Regions from separate parts of the Sus scrofa genome. Here all the other regions are linked to region 3. The links are chromatin contacts, called in public HiChIP or PLAC-seq maps. All regions are on one chromosome and are shown on one strand. The core of a region is the stretch at or near the end of the contact, and the rest is flanking DNA. Distances in the headings are between cores, read along the strand shown. Region 1 overlaps LPP (lipoma-preferred partner). Region 2 overlaps LPP (lipoma-preferred partner). Region 3 overlaps TPRG1 (tumor protein p63-regulated gene 1 protein). Region 4 overlaps LPP (lipoma-preferred partner).

Region 1 (5,815 bases), core at 3,037-5,536, 430 kb after region 3:
TTTAATTTTGAAAAAGTCCAATGTATCAATTTTCTTTTAACTGTTTGTGTGTTTGGTGTCACTAATTCAAGATCATGAAGAATGCTCATATATTGTCTTCTAAGAGTTTCATAACTTTACTTCTTATAATTTATGTCTTTGATCCACCTTAAGTTAATTTTTGTATGTGATATAAGACAGGAGTCCAACATTATTTTTCCACATGTGGCTATCCAATTGACCCAACGTTATTTGTTGAAAAAACCACTCTTCACCATTGAATAACCTGGTACCTCTGTTGAAAATCAATTGTCACAAATGTAATGGTTTATTTCTGGACTCTCAATCCCATTCCATCATCCTATATGTATACATTATGCCAGTACCACATTGCTTGATTACTATAGCTTTGTAGTAAGTTTTGAAATTGGGAAGTGCAAGTCTCTGCTTTTCTTTCTTTTCAAAATTGTTTCGGTTATTCTGGATTCCTTGAATTTCTGTATGAATTTTATCCTTCACCTTTTAACTTGCCAGAGAAGAAAGCTAGGATTCTGACAGGAGTTAAATCTGCTCGAAATCTGTAGATTAATTTGGAGAACATGCCATCTAAACAATATCATGTCTTCCAAGCAACGAACACAGATTATCTTTCCATTTGTTTGGGTCTTCTTTAATTTCACTTCTTTAATACCACTCAACAATTCAACAGAGACTTTATGATCAGTTATAATCAGCAAATGAAAGAAAAAAATTTATAAGCGACTGAAAAAAATCAATCAATGAATATAGAGAGAGACTCCCAGAAGCTCTTAGAAAAACATAAAGAGTGGCCACATTCTTGAATTGCATGTCTCTTTTCAGAGAGCCACTTTTCACTAGTCCCAGTTTTCAAGAAACATTTTGGTCTTTTTCTCACATTTCTGGTCATAAATTATATTGTTTATTTCTTTCTCTTTTGTCCTTTGTTATGATGGACTGGGGTAGAGAGGTGACGGCTGAATGATGCATCTCCATACACACCCTTCCTCAGAAGGTACTAAGCAAAGTTGTTCTAACACAGCAGCCAACGGACCACCCAGATCCTCCCTCTTTTTTTTCTACTTGCTGGCTGTGAGGTCTGATTTATAAGTAGACTTCCCCATGAACAAATTTAAGCATCATAACCTTTAGCTATGCTAGGTTGGCTAATGAGAAAAGGAGCCCTAAAATTAGGATTACATAGAATATTAGGTCATCCAGGATGCTATTTATAAAATCTGTTCCCTAGCTTTGACCGCCTTGGTAACAATCAATTTAACATCAGTCATTTAGGAAATTAAACATCACTCTGTGTAGGTTGGGTGGCAGAGACAGCCAAGAAGATTCCTTATTGCAAAAAAGCTTAGCACCTCTGGCATACCTAAGAAGTAACATTTTCCAGTACTTTCATATAATAAGTACAATATCAAGACGGAATTAGAAGCAGTTCAAGACACTTAACAAATGATTTGGGTAAGGGGCTTACATGTCTGACTACTGGTACTTCAAGCTTTCTGAAACATCACATTTCTTAAAAGGAATAAATACATATGCTCTCTTTTTAGCCCACTTTAATTCTTATATTTTACTTATGCCATCAAAATATGTTACTTTAATGGATCCATTGTTTACCATCAATATAAACAAAGAATCCATTTAGAATTAAACTATCTCTTTAAAGTACATCTGAATTTTGCATATTTTTAAAAAATGTCTACAGGCACATATAGATAGAAAGTTTATTTCCATTTAAAAAGCATAAGTTAGGGGAGTTCCTGTGGTGGCGCAGTGGTTAACGAATCCGACTAGGAACCATGAGGTTGTGGGTTCAGTCCCTGTCCTTGCTCAGTGGGTTAACGATCCGGCGTTGCTGTGAGCTGTGGTGTAGGCTGCAGACGCGGCTCGAATCCCGCGTTGCTGTGGCTCTGGCATAGGCCAGCAGCTACAGCTCTGGTTGGACCCCTAGCCTGGGAACCTCCATATGCCGCGGGAGCGGCCCAAGAAATAGCAAAAAGACAAAAAAAAATAAAATTAAATTAAATTAAAAAAAAAAAAGCATAAGTTAGGAATTCCCATTGTGGCTCAGTGGTAATAAACCGACTAGTGTCCATGAGGACTCGGGTTAGATCCCTGGCCTTGTTCAGTGGGTTAAGGATTCAGCATTACCGTGAGCTGTGGTGTAGGTCACAGACATGGTTTGAATCCTGCATTGCTGTGGCTGTGGTGTAGGCTGGCAGCTGTAGCTCCGATTCGACCTCTAGCCTGGGAACTCCCATATGCTGCAGGTGCGGCCCTAAAAAAGCAAATAAATAAATAAATAAATTACAAAAAGCACAAGTTAGACTAAGGCAGTTAATTAGTTTTGAAATGACTTAAATTGGCATATACTTATAGCATCTCAAACATTAGGTCATGAGGTATCAACAATGACATGGTAAAGAAAGGAGATGAATCATGGGCTCAAGGAAAAGAGTCCTATGATAATTCTTTTTTTTTCTGAAAAAAGGATGCATATATCAGTTTATCAGTCACGTAACTTTTTGTTTCCTATCATTGAATCTAAAGAATTTATCATGCTGCTTTTTGCATTAGGAAACACCGAGTAACATAATGGTCCTCTCTTTTTAGCAATTCTATAGACGATACAGAAAATAACTTGCTTTTTATTTTTATACCATCCCCATAATAAGAGAATAGTTATAGCAATGAATTATAACTCCAGATAGCATCATCTTTTCAACCATGTGCATTGCCTTCAAGTGATATAAGGCAGTGCTGGGACAGAACTAGAAATTATAGCTGATTCAGCAGCCACCATTAAGATGTCCTTACAAACCTCATTTGCCTAAGCCGTGCTATTTTTTATTTGTGCAAATACTATGAATTATGGAAAAATCAGAAAGTAGTTATCACTGTATTACGCACTAACTCAACATCAACTCCAGACTGGGTCCTCTAACAGATTTCTAAGGTGTAAATAGTTCCATCATTACTGGATTTGATGACAGCATTTACTTATTTATTCAGCAGTTACAAATTTGTATACCTCTTGTGTGCCAGGAAACAAAAGTTCATCTTGCTTCAAGGACTTCATAGTCTGGTATTTATCACAATTATTTCTTTCTTTTAGTCATTATACACTTTTACGCTGGCTCTATAACATATACTCTATGAGGTAAAATTATTAGAATTTTTACTTTACTTTTGCGTAATTTGTGATTTAGAACAACAAAACAAGATCCAACGTTCTTCTGTCATCTAGAACCCCAACAGAAAGATGTATATTAGAGTGAGGATCTGGGACTTCAACGAAGTCAAGTTCACAGAGACATAAATTCCAAAATTCACAAGTGGCCTGTCTGCACTTATGAATGAAAACTACACCTGCTGGCACAACAGCAGTTAATTTGTATCTTTTTCAGTAAAATTTGAGTTTGCAGTTTTATGTAAACTGGAAAATATATGTTCAAATTATGAAGCATAACAAATTTAAGTTTCATATTTGTAGTTAATATATTCACTGAAAGGCAATGTATAACTTCCCTGGTAATTTTTCCACAGTGTGAAAAGAAACTTAGCAGTTATACTCCAATGTGGTATTTTGTGGAGAGGACAGACCAGTTATTCACCATGACAAATGTGACATGTAGGCTTGGTTATTAACCACCTCCAACCTTCTGTCTACAGAGACCATCTTTATCATCATTATACATTAGTTCGGCTATAAAGCACATAAAAGGAAATGGTTGTCAAGAAGGACAAAACAGTGACAATATCTTATCTGAGATATGGCCTTTTCTCTTAAACACAGCATTCCTATATACTTACCATGGTAAAAATCTAATCTTCCTAAGTAAAAAGTATAGCTGGATTTGTATTTTGTTTATTTTAAAAAAAAAAGTTGTAAAGGGAATAAAGGGGACCATACAGCTTCAGACCAAGGCTACCCCCAAAATAGATATTTAAACAGTGGGAGAGGAGAAAAGAAATACAGAAACCAGTCCTGACAAGAAAGCTCTTTAATTTTGCAAATGTGGTATGTGCTTCTGCATGGACAAAGGGCTAATTATTTCTACTGAGATGCTGTTGTAATATAGAGAAGCTCAACAGGCATTTTGTGAATTTCATTTTAAACCAATTCCTGGATGGATTGACTCAGTATACTGTAACACAATGATCTCTGAGCCTAGGTCTTGCAAACAAATCACAGCTAAAGGTTACCCAGAGGAATGTGGCCAGGGTACCAGAGAAGACTTCTCTCCTTCCCTGGCCTAGGCTCCAGCAGAGCTGGCTTCCTCTGTCTGCTCAACTTCCTCCCTTTTCACTGCTTGAGCTAACTTACACTACACACTCTTACACTGGGGCAAGTAAAATGGGTATTTGGGGACAAAAGCTTTGTAAAGGTGCAATTTTTCAACCTAAAGTTCCACTCTACATGTTCATAGAACTCAAAACAAAGTCTTGAAGCTAATTCTGTTATGGTAGTCACAGAAGACACAAACACAAACATCATCTTATAAAAAAGCAGGAGGAGGTATAACTGTTGAGATGCAATTACATACAATCTAAAAATTAATTACCCGTCATCAGACTCATGGCATGCAGCTCTGAGTCAGCTAACCACTCCTGCACCCCCACCTCACTGTTACTTAACTGTTGAGGTTTCCTGGCAGGTATGAAAGAATTCAAAATAAAACCTAGATCTTCTAAATATGGGCACTGCAAAGAATTAGATCCCTTTTTCTATTAAGATGGTATTTTTACCCCTATTATTTGACTAGACTCCATTTGGTATCTTATACATGAGGTTTCTGCAATATTTCAACTTTTACCAAAGTTCTCAAAAATAGCTATTAGTAAGCAGACAATACAATACATAGATAAATTTGGTCTTTTGGTCTTTTTTTTTTTTTTTTTTTAAGCAAATCACACTATGTGCCTAATCTTCCCCCAACCCCCAAGGGGAGCACAGGGAGAGGAAGACACCATGCATAAGTCTTCTCTTTTTCAACAGTATAGGACTTCGTTCCTATCTCCATTCCCAAGAAGCCAAACAAAGCAGCGGTAGAGTCCCAGTCTGCAAGGATCATCTATGTCTTATCACACAGCATTAGTACGTTGCAGCTTTCATCTCCAAGTAGCCTACATGATGGGGTTCATGGAAAAATATGGACTATTAAAAGTTTAATTACTAATTAATCTCCCCTGCAGCTGCTCATGGCTTCTGCAAGTTAGAACAGGGAACACAAGAGAATAGAAGATCCACGGTACCGCAAGACTCCACCCTAGTTACTCTGCCCACAAGGCCTCAGACCACATGAATCCAAAATAAAAAACCTTCCATACAACCTAGACACACCTGAAATGATTTCTTAGGTTGTCTCATAGATTATTGCTGTATGAAAGGAATTCAGTGTGGGAGCACTGAAATTACAACTAAAGACTTGTTAATATAACTAAAGAGTATGCATGAACTCAGTTTCCAAATAGACTAAGAAATTACAATACCTTTTAAGTGCTTTAAATGACAAAGATAAATATATCATTGATGCAATAACCACCATTCACAAAGTACAAGCTCCAAACCTTTAAAGTAGCAAGCTCCAGACACAAGCTAACAATCCCAAAATAAAATGGGAAGGATTGAGTAAACTGTTCCTCAAACACGACATCTAATTTCTTGCAACTCTAGAATACTGCATCTTTACAAAGGGGAAAAAGTGCAGCTACTACACCCATTTTAGAAATAAAGGAGGAAGCTCAGACTGGTGATGTGGAAAATTCACACAAAAAATTGGTGCTCTTTTTAGAGAAGTGA
Region 2 (6,087 bases), core at 2,193-4,692, 300 kb after region 3:
ATAATGTATTCCCCATATATTTATTAAGTGAAAAAGAGGAAATGATAGGTCCAATGGAGATAGTAACTATGAATACAAATGATTTCTCTTTTCAAGGTTTCACTATCTTGTGTCAACATAATAACTATGATTCAAGGTAGACTTTAATACATGCCATAAAAGAGGCAGAAGCACTTTGGCCTGGGTGGTTTTTAATCTGAGATTTAAAAATTGGAAGGATTTTAAAAGGCAGAGAGAATATTCATTCCAGGAAGAGCTAAAGTGCATGAAAATATGTGTGCAGAAAAGTCAACTGATGTGGAGAAAAGTCAACTGACAAATAGCAACAATGGGAGGCAAGGCCAAAAAGGTAATGAAAGACAATTATGGAAGGCTTGGGAGGGCAACTGGGCCAGAAGTAATAATGGTAGTGACCGAAATAAAAAGCTTGTGGCCATGAGATGCGACAGTTCAGAATCCCTTGACTTTGTTTTGCTCTTCCCCCACTCCCATGCCCATCCAGCTTAGAGGCATAGGAAGCTGCATCCAAAAATTAGCAGACTCTTCAAATAGGTTTGTGGTAAAGGCCTTAGCTCCAACCACATGTGTTAAGTCCCATAGCAAAATTATAAAGGGGGAGAGGAAGTAATGTGTGTGCCAACATGGAGGTGAGTTTAGTTCAACAGGAGATCCCTGTCTCAAAAGTACCCTCCTCTGGACTGGGTTCAAACCCCCACAGCTGGCCTGAAGTAGCCTTGACTAACAGGGAAAACAAATACAAAACGAAAAGATTTTGTAGATGCCTGACTACAATGATGGGCGACCTGGGTGCTCATCCTATGTTTTTATTAAATAAGGTTAAACATCTATGGGGCTATTAGCAAATCCCTTCCTCACCCAGACTCTTGATTTTCTCATCTGTAAACAAGGCTCTGACTAGACAAACTAGGGAACTCTTTTAACTCTAATAATCTGACTTCATTTGCTGCATGCCCTGAATAGGTAAGACTCTATGACTACCTCAGGCAGACATGGAATCTGAAACGGCCTCTTTGTATCATGACTCCCATTGCTGCTACCCAGTATCTAAAGGCTCCCTACTTCCCTGTGACGTTTTCCCTGTGAAGTTTTCCTAAAAGTATCCCTGCTCTCCTAGTCGCTATACCCCTTGAATATTCTGCTAGACTCATGTTTCTATTTGATAGAGCTCCTAGCCCAGGATCTTACAGATAATGTTCATTCAATAAATATCTGTGGAGTGAAAGAATGAATCAAATGTCAGAGCTTCTGAGTAATGCGGCAGCTTATATTTCCAGAAAAATCTTGGATTTATATTTATCTTAATAAATATTAAGGAAGATTACATGTTGTTGCTCCTATTACTATTTTTTTTTCCTACCTTTGGAGATAGTTTAGGCAGCTGGCACAGAAAGAACTAACTATCCCATGGAAAAAATCAGCAAATCACTAGTGATTTTGCACTTCTGGGCCAAGCTGCAATTCCTAGCTAAAGGCTTTATCCACAGGTTCATACATCAGAGAGAGAAGGATAAGCACTGAAGGTCTAACTTCCAGCCTTGCCTCTTATGCTCAAATACCTATTAAGGAGGCCAATTACACCTTGGCTGTGTCAGTGCCACTGGTGATTCTGATTCTGAAATTAAGTCGTTCAGCACTGAAAATTACTTGTTTGTAAACAATTACACATGCTGTACTTCTTAAGTCACCTAACAACTATTTAATACCTGAAGTTACATAGTTCACAGAGAAACCCTACCACTTAGTTATGGTGTTTGCAATAAACACCTCCCAACACTCACTCTGCATAACACACAGTGGGTGTAAACTAAATGACTTCCCATTGTACACTGCTCATGTCACAGGCATACAATTACAAGAGTTTCCATTTTAGAGTCAAAAAAAGAGGAAATAGAAAAAAAAAAAAAGCCCCTAATTTAACACATCATCTTTAAGAATAAATGAGGTTACAAATCTACATTTGGAAGAACAGAATCTAGTCCATATGTACCAGATACCATTTTTTTTCTTTTTTTTCAAACTCAAACTCCGGATTTCAAAATGTATACTCTCTATATTCTGAGGTAACAGCTTGTCAGAGAAATGTGGCAAGCAACAGCAGGACTAGCACAGCAGATGGGTAGTATTTTTATACTGGCTTTTAAGTGATAATGTGAGTTTACATAGGGTCATCCTAAATATTGTTTAAGTGCACGGAATGACTTGAGTCACTGTCTAACCTTGAGTAGGCTGTTTTGCTTTCAGTTTTTGTCTAAATTTGCTGCCGTCAAGGCTTCATCGAGAGAAGTCTATCTTTTCTTTGAAACAGGAGCTGCACAAATTTCTCAGAAACTCTCTTTTCAGATTCTCGTACATGTTTTAAATTGACATTAAGAGCAAAGGGAAGAAAACAGCTATGAAAAGTTCTCCAGTTAACACAGTGGACTAACTCAGTCTCTGTTAACAGGTTACAAATGAGATGCATTCTGGGAGAGAAAAAAAAAAGCACTGGATGAGATGAAGCTCTTATAGTTTTCATTTCAGCTCCTCTATGAATGGGCTTCTCTGTGCCTCAGTGTGCATATCTGGAAGATATGCTTATCAATAACTAGCGTACAAAGTTGCTGGGGTGGGAGGTGTCAAAAACAAATAAAGCACCCATAGACTTTCAAGGTTCACACCCTCCCTTCTTGTGTTTGAGTCCAGTTGACTTTACGATAAAATGGAGGGAACAGTCTTGGTGAACTTCCACTTCAATTTCAAAAGATTTCATGGATTTTAAAACAATCCTATGTAATCAGAAAAAAATTATGTTCATTCACAAGTAACGTACATCGATCTTAAGAAGACCTTAAAAAAGCCTCGAGTTGATAACTTTTTTCAATACCTTTTCTGTATGGGCAAACCTGAGGGCTAGAACATGCAGCGACCAGAAACAGTGGATTCCTTTAAGGTGAGACTACTCAAACAGGGATGAGTAGGAAGAGAGAGGGGTTTTAGGATTTTAGCAAGAGGTTGGATACTATTTCCTTTGAAAAGCTGGGGCCCCTGATATAATACAGTCAGAATAGAAGCACCCAGGAGGCAGGAATTTTTTATTATTGTGTTCAATACCGTATCCCCAGAGCCTAGAAGAGAGACACTCAAAAATATTTATCAAATGACTATTAAATACATGAAAGGCTCATTCAAGCATATCCCTTTCCCTCTTCCTTGCTGAAAAATCATTGTCCTAAAGAGATCTGTGAGGTTTGCTTTCTTTCCCAAATCAGAAAACATTGTATTTAGAATTAAGCATCTTACACCTAAGTTTATGTATTGAGAGAGTGCCTGAAGCAGGATCCCACCATGATTTAGTTTCCTATTCTTTCTCCTAATCCAGGCTGCCTTGAGGAACCATTAAGTTGAAAGGCATGGGTCAATTTATTTGACCACACACAAGGCTGTGAATCATTCTGACTTATCAAGTTCCACACTTGCAAGGATGAGTTAATAATATAATGCTTCAGAGAGTCACTGGATCAAACAAGATCAAGTCATAAGTGAGTAAACTGTGAAATAAGAATGTGTTTTCAGGTCCCTTGGGTACAAATAGGGATATGTGACTTTGCTTTGCAAGTTATAAAATCCTAGAGAAATATTAAGTTACTGACATTACGATTCTTGATTTGTAAGCTTTTTTGGGCACAGCACTTATTCATCTATTCATGAATGAATTGGCCAGGGCTTGGTAAACAGTGTCTCTCAAAGTTGGCATTCTGAGGTTAAATGACTGCATAAATGAGTAAGAATGATAAAAATCTTAGAGGGATAAATGTAAATGACTGTATTTCTGGTAAAACATTAATTGTAGAATTATAGGATTGGTCAGAGCATTCTAAAAAAGGCAGAGGTTAAGATAAAATTACGCACCAAATGCCAGATTCATAGGTCCCCACTACTTCTTCAAAAAAACTGATACATGTTACAAAGAAAAAGACAAGCTGGTTTCAAGACATGTATTTTTAAAATTCTATTTAGGAACAAAATAATATGTTAGCTATATTTAGAGAAATTACAATTTTCTAATAAAACAGTAACTACTCAAACATGAATTGTAGGAACTATGATGAACTAAAGTGATTTACCAGAACCTTTCTTTCCTTTGTCCTAAAACCCAACCCTTTAGATTGGAAGTTTTACATTTTCTAGAACTTGACAACATTCGGCACAGAAAAGGAGCATGTACTGTTTGTAACAATATTCAACACATTCAATTCCATTAATAGATGGTTCGATAGGTCAAACAGGGCATGTGGTAACAAGATCTGAATTCGAGAGGAAGCAGAGGAAAGAAAAACAGCACAAGATCCTTAATCACAACCAGTCTTAGAGCACCATAAATCCAGACATTCTCCAAAGAACCAGGAGTGAGAGGATAGATTCTTCCAGAGGGTGCTTAATGCACCAGGAGTGGTTTTTGGTTGTCACAATGGGTGTGTGTGTGGCAAGGTGTTACCAGCATTTAGTGGGTAGAGACCAAGAATGTTAATGGGCTGCCATGCACAAAAACATTGCCAACAAATGAGGAACTCTCTTGCCCTAAATGTGAATAGCATCAGTTGAAAAACATCAAACTACCCCCTAATTTACTCCCCAGTTTTCGGTAATTTTCATCCCTGGTAATATTTCCGTAGCTATTCTGATGGTTAATTCGATGTGTCAACTTGACTGGGCTAAGGGATGCCCAGATCGCTGGTAAAATATTATTTCTGGGTCTGTCTATGAAGGTGTCTCTGGAAAAGATTAGCATTTGAATCACTGGACAAGTAAAGAAGAGCTGCCCTCACCAGTGCAGGTGGTTCATCCAATCCCCTGAGGGCCTGACTCCAACCTCCGAATGGAGGAAGGGAGACTTGCTCTCTGAACATCTCCTCCCCTCTGGTACCAATGCTCCTAGTTCTCAGGCCTTTGGACTCAAACCATCAGTGCATCCCCACCCCCACCCAAGCCCCTCCACACTGATTCTTAAACCTGTGGATCCTGACTGAATTACTAGTTCTCTAGCTTTTAACAGAATTTCCTAGTTCTCTAGCTTTCAGACAGCAGACACTGGGATTTCTCAGCTTCCATAATTGCTTGAGCCAATTCCTATAATAAATTCATATATACTATTGGTTCTGTTCCTCTGGAAAACACTAATAAAACTTTCACCTGAAGAATCAGTCTTTGATCAAAAAGATCACTCAGACAAAACAAAATAGAAGATACTGACAATCTCAAAATTATTTAAATTTTTTATTTTTTCATATAACTAGAGGACCGAGCAGGGGTCAATGGGTCTCTGTCTCTCTCTCTCTCTTCAATCTCTCTTTCTCTCTCTCTCTCTCTCTCACACACACACACACACATCTTGTCTCTTTCCCTCTCTCTCTCTCTCTCTTTCATGGTAAGGGTAAATAAAAATTTTAAAACTGTTTTGATCAGGCCACAGAGCATATGAAAGTGTTAGAATACACAGGTCTTGAACTTCACAGTTTTAATAAAAGCAGACATCCTGATGGTCAAAGAAATAGGTCAACTTGAAACACATTGTGTGATTTTCTTTCATTTATTCAAGCAAGGTTATGGAACACCTTCTAGGTTTTATGCACTTAGCAGCATACCCACGTGAGTCAATAAAAAGCTTATTTTCACAGAGCCTTCCATTTAAGAAGGATGCTAAGACACACAGACAAATAATGTTAATATGAAGTGGGAGATTAAAACTTCCATTAGAGCTGTATGATCAAGGGCAATAGGAATTCAGAGAGGGACCTTCACTTTTAGCTCAAGGATCTGAAAAGGCTCACAGGTCAGGTAGCACATGAAAACAAAAATGTTCCTGCTTACCCACCCTGCCACTTCAAATATGGCATGTGGTGGCTATTGCAATAGAATGAGTGTGCAAAAAAGGTAACATTTAATGGTATAAATTCTAGAGCCAATTTCATTATAGTACCTTACAAAATCATGTGCCCCAATTACACTCTTCCAAAAATCATCCTAAAGACACAAAATGAAAATATTTTGCTTTTTCCCATTGACGATAGCTTTTCATGTTGCATGAGG
Region 3 (5,444 bases), core at 1,144-3,643:
GGAATTAAGATAGTGATGGTTCTTGCCGAAATGTCTAAAAGAGCTAAAAATACAGAACTGGGGCTTAGAAAAGAGGTCAAACTAAAGAAGCAGGTTTGACTTTACCTGTGGAGAGGTATTTATTAAAGCTGTGGCAAGGATGAACTTGTCCAAGAGGGAGGGCAGAGAAGAAGAAGCAAAGACAAGAGCCTTAGGGCAGGTGGCAAGATGAGCTGGTGTCTGAAGTTTGGGAACCGTGTCTTAATCTCATGATTCAGTTGCCCTGATCTCTCATCCACCCAGCCAACCCAGAAAACAGCCCAAGTTCTTGTCCTGCCTAGGAAGAGGAGGCCTTTAAACGCTCGCATTCACAGCATCCAGCCCTCCACTATAATCACCCGTTTCTGCATCAACCATTAACAGCTACAGAGCAGCTGAGATCCACTCGAGGCTATGCCATGCAAACTTATTTTTCCCTCTGATGTTATTTAGTGTCTGATGATGTTATTAAATTGAAAGGATTTTATTTCAATGAGCTGGGAGGAAATCCACTTAACCAAATTGTTCGTAAAAGGAATGAAACACATCAAAAACTCTTTGCGCCAATCCACCAATATAAGATTCTGCAAAAACCTTCTTATGTAAATATTTACAAGGAGAGTAAAAAAGGAAAGTGGTTTGGGGAGCAACCAGATGGAATAATACAAGAACAAACTTGAATACAGGCAAAATGAGCTTCAGCAACAACAGGGCAGCCTCTCAGGAATCTACTACTGCCTGGGGGCGAGAAAAGACGAATATAGAGTTAAAAAGAAAACAGCTCTGGGAGAGCATCGCTTGAGCCCCATTTCAGCTAATCTCTGAAAACTGGGTTTTTGTTTATATTAAAATCTTCAAAAAACGATTATAATAAGCTCCCTAATAATAACACGTATGAATTAATTAATTATTCATCACTCCTCTAGAACCAACTTCTACTCTTTCCCAAAGTCTTTCAAAAGATGCCTTTTTGGTGCTTGGGGTTCCGTGAGCAGGAGCAGGGTTTCTTCCCGGATTTCTTTCCCCGAGTCCCCAGGCTGTGGCCCCATTTCACCTCTGAGATTGCCAAGCCTGTCCCTACTACTTCTTGAGAGCCTACAATGTTTTCTCAGTTTTCATTCCTCCATCTGCCTTGGGTAGCCTGATTACAAAGAAAGGATCTTTAACAGATATATCAATTATGTAACATTTTTTATAACTGCTTTCTTGCCCTCCACTCACCTCTCCCTGGGCTCCCCAATGCAACCCTCTTCCAACTCAGAGAACATTTGACGCAAACTTGGCTCACAATGCATTTCGCAAACAAACCACAAAATAACATGATTGTAAAAATGTTAGCTGCAAAAGTAATAAATAAGGAAATAAATAAGTGCGTAACCACAGAGGCTTGTCTGGCTCCTCGGCCCTCTGACCACAGCAAGGCCTTCTGCTGCCTGTCCTTACTAGCGGGGAGGCCAGGAAACTGGAAGACACTCCTTCCTTGCCCAGGGGTCCCATAGTGGAAGTTTCAGAGGAATTGATTTTTTTTTTTTCCCCTCTCTCGTGTGAGGTATGGTTCTACGCCAAAGCTATCCAATGACAAAAAACATCACCAGAGAATGAGAAAGATGGGCTTCATACCACCCACCACCAGTCACGGCAACGCTGGATCCTTAACCCACTGACCAAGGCCAGGGATAGAACCCATAGCCTCATGGATACTAGTCAGGTTCATTAACCACTGAGCCACAAGGGGAACTCTTACCAATCCTGTCTGAGCACATGTTAGGGGTCAGGCTCTGGACCTCAGTACTTTCCCAAGATATCTCTTTAGTAATCCAGAGAAGTGGACAGGGTTAGTTCCATTATGCAGATGAGGAAACCAAAGCCCATCCAGAAACAAGTAGAGGTCAGACTATGACATTTCACAGATGATATAAAATCTCCCTAACAACTGGAGTGGGGGAAAGAGTTTAGGATAAATGTGTGTGATTTTTTTTTCCTCTGCTTTCAAGCCTGGCTGTTGATATATCTTCATTTACAAGGATTTTGAGATTAAAACAACAAAGTACAAACAGTGGGCTTGCCAAGTTTTTTACTAACTTTTACTTTGAAATCATGATGACCCAAAACTCCTCTTCACCAGAAAACTTCTGTGGCTTATGGATTCTGCCAAGAGTGTGACCAGGACAGTCCAATCAAAGATGAAATGGGAGGCTGAAAGCTGGGCCTGAGACTGAATCATAGAGTGCACAATTTTCAATCCAGAGCCCAGAATCCAGTATTTAGTAATACTGTATGCCCTAGGACAGGCCTTACATATCAGGAATAGAAAACAGAATCCCTGATGTTTAATATTCACAGAGAGAGCAGGCTGCCAGGCACTTGAGTCAGACCCTGTACAACACACAACCACAAGCTGTTCACCACGTGGCCAAATGAATAGTGACCCTCCCCAGTGCTGGGCAGTGCACATGACCTGCAAAGCCATTCAAAAGAGGCTTTCTTCAAGGTGACACTAATTAAAAAAAAAAAATCAAGAAAAGCATAACTTCAAGTAAGGTAATAATCAAATGAGTACGGCAGATGTAGATGCAAATGATGCTTAGAGGTAGGGCTGGTTATAAGCACAGTGTATGGGCTGAGAATGGGACTGCTGAATTTACTAATCTCACATCAATTAATGTCCTTGGTTTTCACAACAACTCAATGGATAAGAGTAATTATCCCCTTTTTCCAAATGGGAAAACAGAGTTTCAAGGAAGGAAAGTGATTTTTCTAAAATCTCCCACTCTTAGGTAGGAAGCCAAGCCCACTGCCGGGGTCCCCAGGCCCAGGCTTGGAGTCCCTCCCCTGCCCCTCAATGCCATATTGGAAATGCAGCCAACGAGGGGCTACCAGCCTCAGTGTGCCAGGCTCTGGAGGGGAGCTGCTGAAAGCCACAGGCCTGGGAAGAAGGAAAAACAGCCTTATGAATGAAGGAGACATAGAGATGATAAGAAGGACACTGGAAGATGGGGGTATAACATAAAATGACTCACAGCACTTGCATTTATTAAAAGTCAAGACACATTATTCCTTCTCTAGAAGGTAGCATTGCAAATGCTGAAGGTTTTTGGCTTTAATACAAATTTTATTGTGACTCACTTGGGATGGAACTCTTTCTAAAATCAATTATGTGTTTGTCTATATTCTACAAAGCAGCACAAAGAATATAAATTAGCCATGTTCGAAGGGACTATAGGCTATCACTTTCTTCATTGAACTCTAATGTATGATGACATTCTAGAAGACTCTCTCAATTTAAAGGACTGCTTGACTTTCCCACTCAATCCAGATTGCTGTGATTTTTTTTCCACTCTTGAGGGTTTGTGGGAAGGTTTTGTTTTGATGTTCTGTATCCTCTCTTATCAAGCCGTCCACCTTGTACTTCTCTCCATTTTCAGGAGCCTGCCTGTAGCAGCCCCTTCTCCTACTTTTAATTTGCTGGATTTGGTTTCTTAAGTACTTACAGGAAACTAAATTTATGCACAGTTTATATAAACTAAAATTAATCAAGCTCAGAGTGAAGGACTCTAGCCCATCAGCAAACGGTGAAAACACTGCTGCATTAAGCTTGAGGCTTTCTTGTGGCTGTGTCCATGTCCTCTGCTCTGATCTGCCAAGTTCACTTGTGTTTTTCAATAAGTGGCCTTCAAGACCACTTAAGCAAAACCTCTTTCAGAAAACATCCCATGAGTCCCAGACAGAAATTGCCTCTAAACTCCCAAACCACTGAATGTGCCTTTGAGGGATGGGGTGGTCACCACTGCCTGCCTCTGGTTTGTCCTTAGTGGGGCTACTCCCTGGATGTTTAGAGATGTGATTTGCATTTTCCTCATTTTCATATCTTCCTCTAACCACGGCTTGGACCAAAATTAAGACATACATGTCATCCTTAAGGGGATTTCATCTTAGGAGAAGGGGCCTATGGGAGGAGGAGAAAAGAGAAAAAGTTGGTGAGGAGGGAAGATAGGAAAGAGGTGGGGAAGGAGGAAGAAAAAGAAGAGGTGGAAGATCCTGTACTCCCCTAGTGAAACTCGTTTTCCCAAAGTATCAGCAGCACAAAGTGGGGCCATTTCTGCTATTTCCTGGGGGACAAGATCCTGTCCCGTGGCTGCCCAGGAATGTAGACAGTTGCCACCAGAGCTAGGATGGAGCCCTGAACGTGGACACCCAAGAAGCCCCCACCAGGCCCAGGCCCACCGGAAAGGACACCGAAGGCCAGGAGGCCCCGCTGCCTGGAGGCTCGTGGGAGGAGGGAGCGGGCCCAGCTGGCAGGAGACAATACAGTCCTGTGGCTGTGGGCTCAGCCCTTCCTGCCTCCCGGCAGCCTGGCTCCATAGTGCCGGCCTTGTCCTGGGGTGAACTCATCAGAGGCCCTCCTGCTTTCAGACAGGTATTCAAATGAGTGCAAGTTTTATTTTAAAAGACTTTGTTTAAAAATATGGTCTCAGAACTTTCTCCATTCCCCCTGCTCTCCTGCTCACTGATGCCAGTGTTAAGAAAACCAGGCCAGTTTGAAATCAACAAAATCAAAGCTGTTAAACGTTGGTTGGACTCCCATTGTAGGCCCTATGAACATTCCCCACTTGGGAACTTTCCACAGCCCATGTTCTTTTAGACTTGTTGTGGAGTGAATTGATACTCCAGTTCCCCACGGTACCCTCCCCATGTATGCAGAGTGGCGTTGCCACGCAACATTTGCCTTTTGAGCTCTCGTGCTTTTGATGGATAAGGCTGCTGTGGTGGGTGCTTCAGAGCACCTCTGTTGTTTTGGCCTTTCCAGTACCTACTTTCCCCTATTCTGGCAATAGCTCTTTACTTTTCCTCTAGAGAACCACCATCCCATTCTCAATTCCTGTGGTTTACGAGGAACTGACCTTGCTCCACTAGGCTCTACTTGTGGAGTAGACGCAGGCTTGGCCAATTGGCCTATCTCAACTTGCTGGCCATGATAACCGAATTAGAGGTGGGCACATGCCCTGTGTCACTCCAGGAGGAGTTAATGCACAATTTTTGCCAAAATTCCTTGAGGGGAGGAAAAAAAACTTTTGGTGAAGGTTTTTAAAATTGATGGGATGTAAACATGCATCTGCTGAGAAAAACCAAGAATAAGAAATGCTTGATAAGGAAGCCAACACAGAGACAATCATAGCTGATGGACAAAGAGAAACTTCATTCTGATTTTTCTCACTCAATACCTATTATATGTGTCCAAAGTGTGATTTTTTTTTAATTAGTCTACTTTGAGTTGGGTTTCTGTTAGCTGCCACCAAGAGTCCAGATGAGTATAGGTGCAGAGACCAATGTAACCTAAAATTCCTATCTTCATATACATTATATCATTTTAGATATCATAAAAAATCCCCAATAGAGGAGAAAACGGAGAAGAACTCAACTACCCA
Region 4 (5,842 bases), core at 2,672-5,171, 390 kb after region 3:
TAACTAATAATTTGGTATATTGAGTTCACGATAATCTACTTTTACATATGTTTAAAATTCTCAAAGAGAAAGTTTAAATAAGTCAAAGGGGGATCAATCATAGCAACCCTGGCAGCCCATCTACTGGGACAACACTCTTTTCCTAAGCTCCTGAGGTAAGTGTGCTGGTCAGCAGAGGGCCCCTGGCTTCTGAAGACGAGGCTCCAAAAGAAACAGGGGCATCACCTTTTCCACAGGTCACTTTAGGATTCAGGTGAAATTTTAGGGAGCGTTAGGGATCACTTAGTCTACTCTCTTGTTTTTCAGAATAGAAGATTTCTCAACTGTATCTTCCTTTTACAGTTTAAAAAGATACATTATATTCCATTATAGTTTGATATACATATCGATGCACACTATATTTTGCAAAACCCTGTTCTGCCTATTCTGCAGAGGTTATTAGTCTACCTCTTTTGTGCCTTAATTTCCCTCTTGTACAATGGAGGTCTTGAGCATACCTACTTCATGAGGCTAAAGGACTCCACACATGGAAAGTACTTACAACAATCCCTGGTATGTAGGAGCTGTTAGCAGTAGAAGTAGTATTACAAACTTGGTAGTCATCTATGCTATTTTCCAAATATTTCAGCTCTCTGCTTTTTGGCACCCTTATGGCTAGATGGAGCCATATGAATACTTTCGACTAAAAAGTTGTGAGTGCAAGTCCACATGGTTTACTTATAGGCCAGAGTATGCGATTCCCAGGTCAAGAACCTCAGAGCTTTTATACTCTGGGATAGAGGCCAACAATGTTTGAGGTGGTGGCTATTCCATCAGCCTGCAAAGTCTTTCTGACCCACAATGAACAAGCAATAGAAACAAAAAATAAACCTTGGCTTTAAACACTGAGATCTGGAGAATATTTGTTAGCACAGCATTACCTGCACTAGCCTGACTAATACTTCTCACTTTGGTTTGCAAAGTGCTTTCACTTCTATTATTCAACTTACCTCTCATAATCAAGAGAAAAGGATAGTGCGTATGTATTTAGCAGACATGAATTTCAGCCCAAGTTAGTGCAATATCCACTTAATAAACTTAGGCGAGTCATATTGATAGAACTGCAAGTCAAATTCTCTAGATTTTTGCTAAGTCCGAGATATGCTTTCAATACACTTTACTCAAAATCAAAGGCTTTAGAACCCTTAAATTTTACAATACACCTACCCACATTAACCTCCACCCAGTACTAATTAGAACTGCTAACATTTTTTTCTGAGTGCTTACCACAATGTCCTATCAAAAAAAGGTGTCATTGATTATAAATGCACCACCAGTTATTGACTAGAAACAAAAAATACTGACTTAAATTATTATTGTTTTTTGTTATTAGAATTTTCATTATATTCATATTAAAAGACACCATTTAAATATATAAATGAAACAACTTGAAGCATTCCTAAAGCTTCTTCGTAGTTAGAGTTCACCACTTCAAACTACTTTTCAACTGAAAGTCATGACAGTTCTGTTTTTCCCATAGTCTTGTTTTCTTGGCTATCAAAAGCAATGATAAGAGGGTTCCGGTTCCACTGTCACCTGCAGGATTTCCTTCCACACGAGTTTTGATGTGCATTTGCAACAATGACAACTATGTCATTTCATTATTAATTACTAACCAACAATAATTATCAGAAATATTCAGGATGTGAATATGGGTTTTAGAGTTGACAAAATGTAAGTATGTGAGAGACACAGTGCTTTACTGATCTATGTATAGTAGCTATTTAGTCTCCTAATAGCTGCATGAGGTGGCACTGTATTACCATGCCATTTTGAAATCAGGAACTGAGGCACAGAGATACTACAATGCCTGACGAAGGTCACACAGTAAGTACAGGATCCAGTGTTTTCCATCTAATATAGTTGCCATCTTTCGAGTAACTGTTTTTAGTGACTATGTGGTACAGTTTCTCATTATAGCAATCAGATCAGCACTTTTTTTTTTTTTTTTTTTGGACAATGCAGGCACAAGAATTACAAATTCTAAGGAAAGTGCTCACTCAAGTCTCTTAAAGTTTTTACACCGGGCTACTTTGTTTAAAGCAAACCAAAGGGAAACCAACCCTTGCATTACTGCTAACTCTTTTTAATAGACTAAAGGGACAATTTAGCAGATGTCTGGGCCTCCTTTTGGTTATATTCAAAGAATTACTGACAGAATATGCCTGCAGCCCTATCTTTTTATATTGGGAGGTATATGCAGTGAACACAGATATACAACATATATACCTACAAAGACAAACATGCTGTGGCTCTTAAAACACATTTTTATCACATTTAGTTTTATTAGTGTCTATGTTTCTACATGGATATTAGCTTTGAAAAGGCAAAGAAATCACCACTATTAAATATCTGAAGACCAAATGTGTGCCTGATCCTTGCAGAGCATGAAATTAGACTTAATCTATGCCCAGAGGGGAAAACCTAAAGAACAACTGTAACAATTGATTTTTTTTAGCAGTTCTTTATCTCTTCTCCTTTATTAAGGACAGTTAGCACAACTCAACAATTACCTAGGAGGTATAGTACAAAGCTTTGAGAGTAGCTCTTTATATACTTATCAAATGAGTATTATAATTTGCTATAATTCTCCCTCCTGATTACATACAGTAGCTATTTCATTCTCTAAATAATATCTTATACTTTTTTTTTTTTTAGAAGTTGGTTAAATTGCTTAGGATGAGAATATTAGGCTCAGTTTCTTTGAGGGGTAATATAGTGGGAGTGACTATGTAATTATCTCTAGCAGGCTCTCACTCACTATACAATGTCGTCTACTATATCTTGCTTTCCTGTTGAGAACTCTAGTTAATCCTTACTAACTAGCACACAGGAAAATGAGGCAGGCGGATATTATTTTTAACTTGGGACTAGGAGAATAAGAAAAAGCAATGCTAAGATTGATCAAATCTGGTACATTTGCAATTTTTATTTTAAGCCATTTTAGATATATGTGCTACCAAATAGGTAGAGTAATTCAGGCCTTACAATTATTTGCATAGCAGCATCCTAGCTGGTACTTTCTGCCTTAGACCAATTGTCCTTTAAGTCACTCCACAGCTGGGCTATTTTATGTCTGGCAATTACTATTCTATTCTGGATGGGGAGTTTTATTTCATTTAAAATTGATGTGGATTTTATCCTCAAAATGCCAAGCAGTTCAAATGCTTTATACATACTAGATGTTTTATAAACAATTCAATAGTTTATAACAGGAAGAAGTTTAATACAAATACATCAAAATTTCTAGAAGAATTCCATTCTCCAATGTTGTTCAATAATGTGTCTATTTATGTTCCAGCATCTCCGAAAGACAAATGGGGAACTCAAGTGTGGGGCCTGGAGCAGTCTTAGTCATGTGCTTATGACCAATGACTGACTCAGGGCTGGCACTTCTACCCTTCGCTGCCCTAAATTATGAACAGAGAACACTACTTTGAACAGATGTTAGAAATTAGAGGTTCAAACTATGTTACACTCCTAAATTGCTAAGCCTATCAAATTGCTTCCATTCAAAACAAATTGTCACTAAACTGAAGTCATATTCATTTAAAGACTGATTTAACACTGAAACAGATTCAAGGTTGCATCGGGTTGAGGTGAGAATAGAGAGTGACTACAAATGGGCATGAGATTTCTTTTTGGGATGGAAGAAATGTTCTAAAATTAGACTTGGGTAATTGTTGCAAAATCACTGAATCACTGAACTGTAAAAAACTAACAAAAAACTGCCCCAAAATCCCTTCTCACTAACACAATCACTGTTAGTAATTTCGATTATGTATTCAGTTGTCAATTCATATAATCAGGCTTAGGAGCTAGACTGCCATGGCTCAAATACCAGCTCTGCCACTCGCTAGTTTCAGTTTCGACTCTCTGGACCGTGGCCTCATGATCTGTAAAATGTGGGGAAATGATAGGCTGAGGCATTGGGCTATTACAAGGATCAAGTGAATTAATACATGAAAGTGACATAGTAAATTTTCAGTGAACATCGGTTACCATTGCCATATATTTAATTACAATTTCCTAATATTAGAAATGATTGATCATTGTTGGAAAGGGTAATTGACAGGTAGAATTTTATATAAAATGTTAATTAGATAAGCTACACTAAACAACAGAGATGTCACACTCCTAACTTTCATTTAAAAACCACGGATCCTCCAATTCAGGTATATCCAGAGTGATCTTCGAAAACATACTTCTAATTTCTTTTCTAAAATCTTCAATGTTCCAGTCTTCATTCAAACTCCTCACCTCCCCACCCCCAAATGTCTACAGGCTGAAGAGTGCAATGTACAAATTCATTTATACATTCATTTATACAGCTTGAATCCATTTATAAGCTGCTCTTCAACTCTCACAATGTAATAGTTTGGCTATATTCTTTCTCTGTTTCACTTACCTTATCTTCTAAGTCCTTCGAATTCCTTACCTAGCTGAAAACACCATTCTTTTAAACACATGTATTTCTACAACTGTAGTTCCTTCTGCCTGGACTAACTATAGACTGCCTCAATAAAAACAAACAAAAAAAACCCCTCCTAGACAGCCTTTGTGACTAAACTCAAACATCACATCCTCTAGCTGACCTCATCCTCCTTTGTGACCTCATAGTAAGACACACAATTAATTCTATGAAGGCACACATTGACAGCTCTGACCTTCAGGCCCAGTGTACTTCCCATGCTGTCCCCCCTGCTCTCACCTTACTGAACTCTATGGATTACCTATGTCTCACCTTTGTGCAGTGGCTCATTTTCTTTCCTCCTCCCAAAAAACTCACCCCTCTCTACTGTCCCCAGGTTATCAACTAGAAAACTCTCACAGGCTTCTCAGATTCTGTTTAGAGATGACAACCTCTCAAAAGGCTCCCCAGGTCTCCCCAGATCAGGTTTTCTTTGTCCCCCTGATGTGTTGCCAGAATATCCTTTACTGACCCAATGTCAGTATTTAACACCATTTAGAAAAGAGTCTGTTAAATAGACCCATAGACACAGAAAACAAGCTTATGTTTACGAGAGGGGAAGCGGAGGATAAACTGGGAGTTGGGGATTAACATATACACACTACTATTTAGAAAACAGATAACCAACTAGGACCTACTGTACAGCAGAGGTACTCTACTCAAAATTTTGTAATAACCTATAAGGGAAAAGAATCTGAAAAAAAGACAAATATATATGTAGGTATAACTGAGTCACTTTTCTGTACACCTGAAACTAACAAACATTGTAAATGAACTATACTTCAATTTAATTAAAAAAAATCTGTTGATGGACATTTTGTGAGAAGCTAGGTTTTATAGAACTATTGTCAGTCTAGCTCCAACGCTTAGAAAGTCCCTGGCACATGGTAGATGCTCGTAAAATATCTGTTCAGTAAATGTAGTAATTATCTCCGTTAAAAATAAGTTGAGTCAGTGAATTGTATGGTAAATGAATTACATATCAAAACAATTTGTTACTTAAAAAATATGAGGAGTTCCCATTGTGGCTCAGTGGTAAAAAACCTGACTAGTGACCATGAGGACAAGGGTTTGATCCCTAGCCTCTCTCAGTTGATTAAGGATCAAGTGTTGCCATGAGCTGTGGTGTAGGTTTCAGAAGCAGCTCAGATCTGGCATGGCTATGGCCGTGGCATAGGTCTGCAGCTACAGCTCGGATTGGACCCCTAGCCTGGGAACTCCCATATGCTGTGGGCGTGGCCATTAAAATATTTTTTAAAAAGTCTGAGTTACCAATCCGTAATTGTCACCATAGTTTAACCACTCAGTTATTTGACAGAGATCTTATATGTT

Evidence for each region. HiChIP or PLAC-seq counts read pairs in DNA pulled down with a chosen protein or histone mark.
Region 1: an H3K27ac HiChIP or PLAC-seq map of alveolar macrophages shows a contact between it and region 3. The contact joins two enhancer-like sites. A contact is called at or near these places in 1 of 47 Hi-C or Micro-C datasets (embryonic fibroblasts) and 1 of 2 datasets of contacts at active chromatin or transcription factors (alveolar macrophages).
Region 2: a contact with region 3 is called in an H3K27ac HiChIP or PLAC-seq map of alveolar macrophages. The contact joins two enhancer-like sites. A contact is called at or near these places in 1 of 47 Hi-C or Micro-C datasets (liver) and 1 of 2 datasets of contacts at active chromatin or transcription factors (alveolar macrophages).
Region 4: a contact with region 3 is called in an H3K27ac HiChIP or PLAC-seq map of alveolar macrophages. The contact joins two enhancer-like sites. A contact is called at or near these places in 1 of 47 Hi-C or Micro-C datasets (embryonic fibroblasts) and 1 of 2 datasets of contacts at active chromatin or transcription factors (alveolar macrophages).

The regions. Positions count from the first base shown.
Region 1 is chr13:126,121,307-126,127,121 of Sscrofa11.1, reverse strand. All of the region lies in intron 5 of LPP (lipoma-preferred partner), which reads right to left. Among named protein-coding and RNA genes, the nearest start is that of MIR28, 160 kb to the left of the region's middle. Within about 2 kb of position 4,286, at least 8 of the 83 cell types and tissues checked have an H3K27ac peak or open chromatin away from gene starts, as enhancers often do. A contact at or near this core is called in alveolar macrophages and embryonic fibroblasts, where this site is marked.
Region 2 is chr13:126,254,761-126,260,847 of Sscrofa11.1, reverse strand. The region is part of intron 6 of LPP (lipoma-preferred partner); the gene reads right to left. Among named protein-coding and RNA genes, the nearest start is that of MIR28, 24 kb to the left of the region's middle. Within about 2 kb of position 3,442, at least 6 of the 83 cell types and tissues checked have an H3K27ac peak or open chromatin away from gene starts, as enhancers often do. A contact at or near this core is called in alveolar macrophages, where this site is marked.
Region 3 is chr13:126,551,985-126,557,428 of Sscrofa11.1, reverse strand. All of the region lies in intron 1 of TPRG1 (tumor protein p63-regulated gene 1 protein), which reads right to left. Among named protein-coding and RNA genes, the nearest start is that of TPRG1, 25 kb to the right of the region's middle. Within about 2 kb of position 2,393, at least 9 of the 83 cell types and tissues checked have an H3K27ac peak or open chromatin away from gene starts, as enhancers often do. A contact at or near this core is called in alveolar macrophages and embryonic fibroblasts, where this site is marked.
Region 4 is chr13:126,161,725-126,167,566 of Sscrofa11.1, reverse strand. The region is part of intron 5 of LPP (lipoma-preferred partner); the gene reads right to left. Among named protein-coding and RNA genes, the nearest start is that of MIR28, 120 kb to the left of the region's middle. Within about 2 kb of position 3,921, at least 3 of the 83 cell types and tissues checked have an H3K27ac peak or open chromatin away from gene starts, as enhancers often do. A contact at or near this core is called in alveolar macrophages, where this site is marked.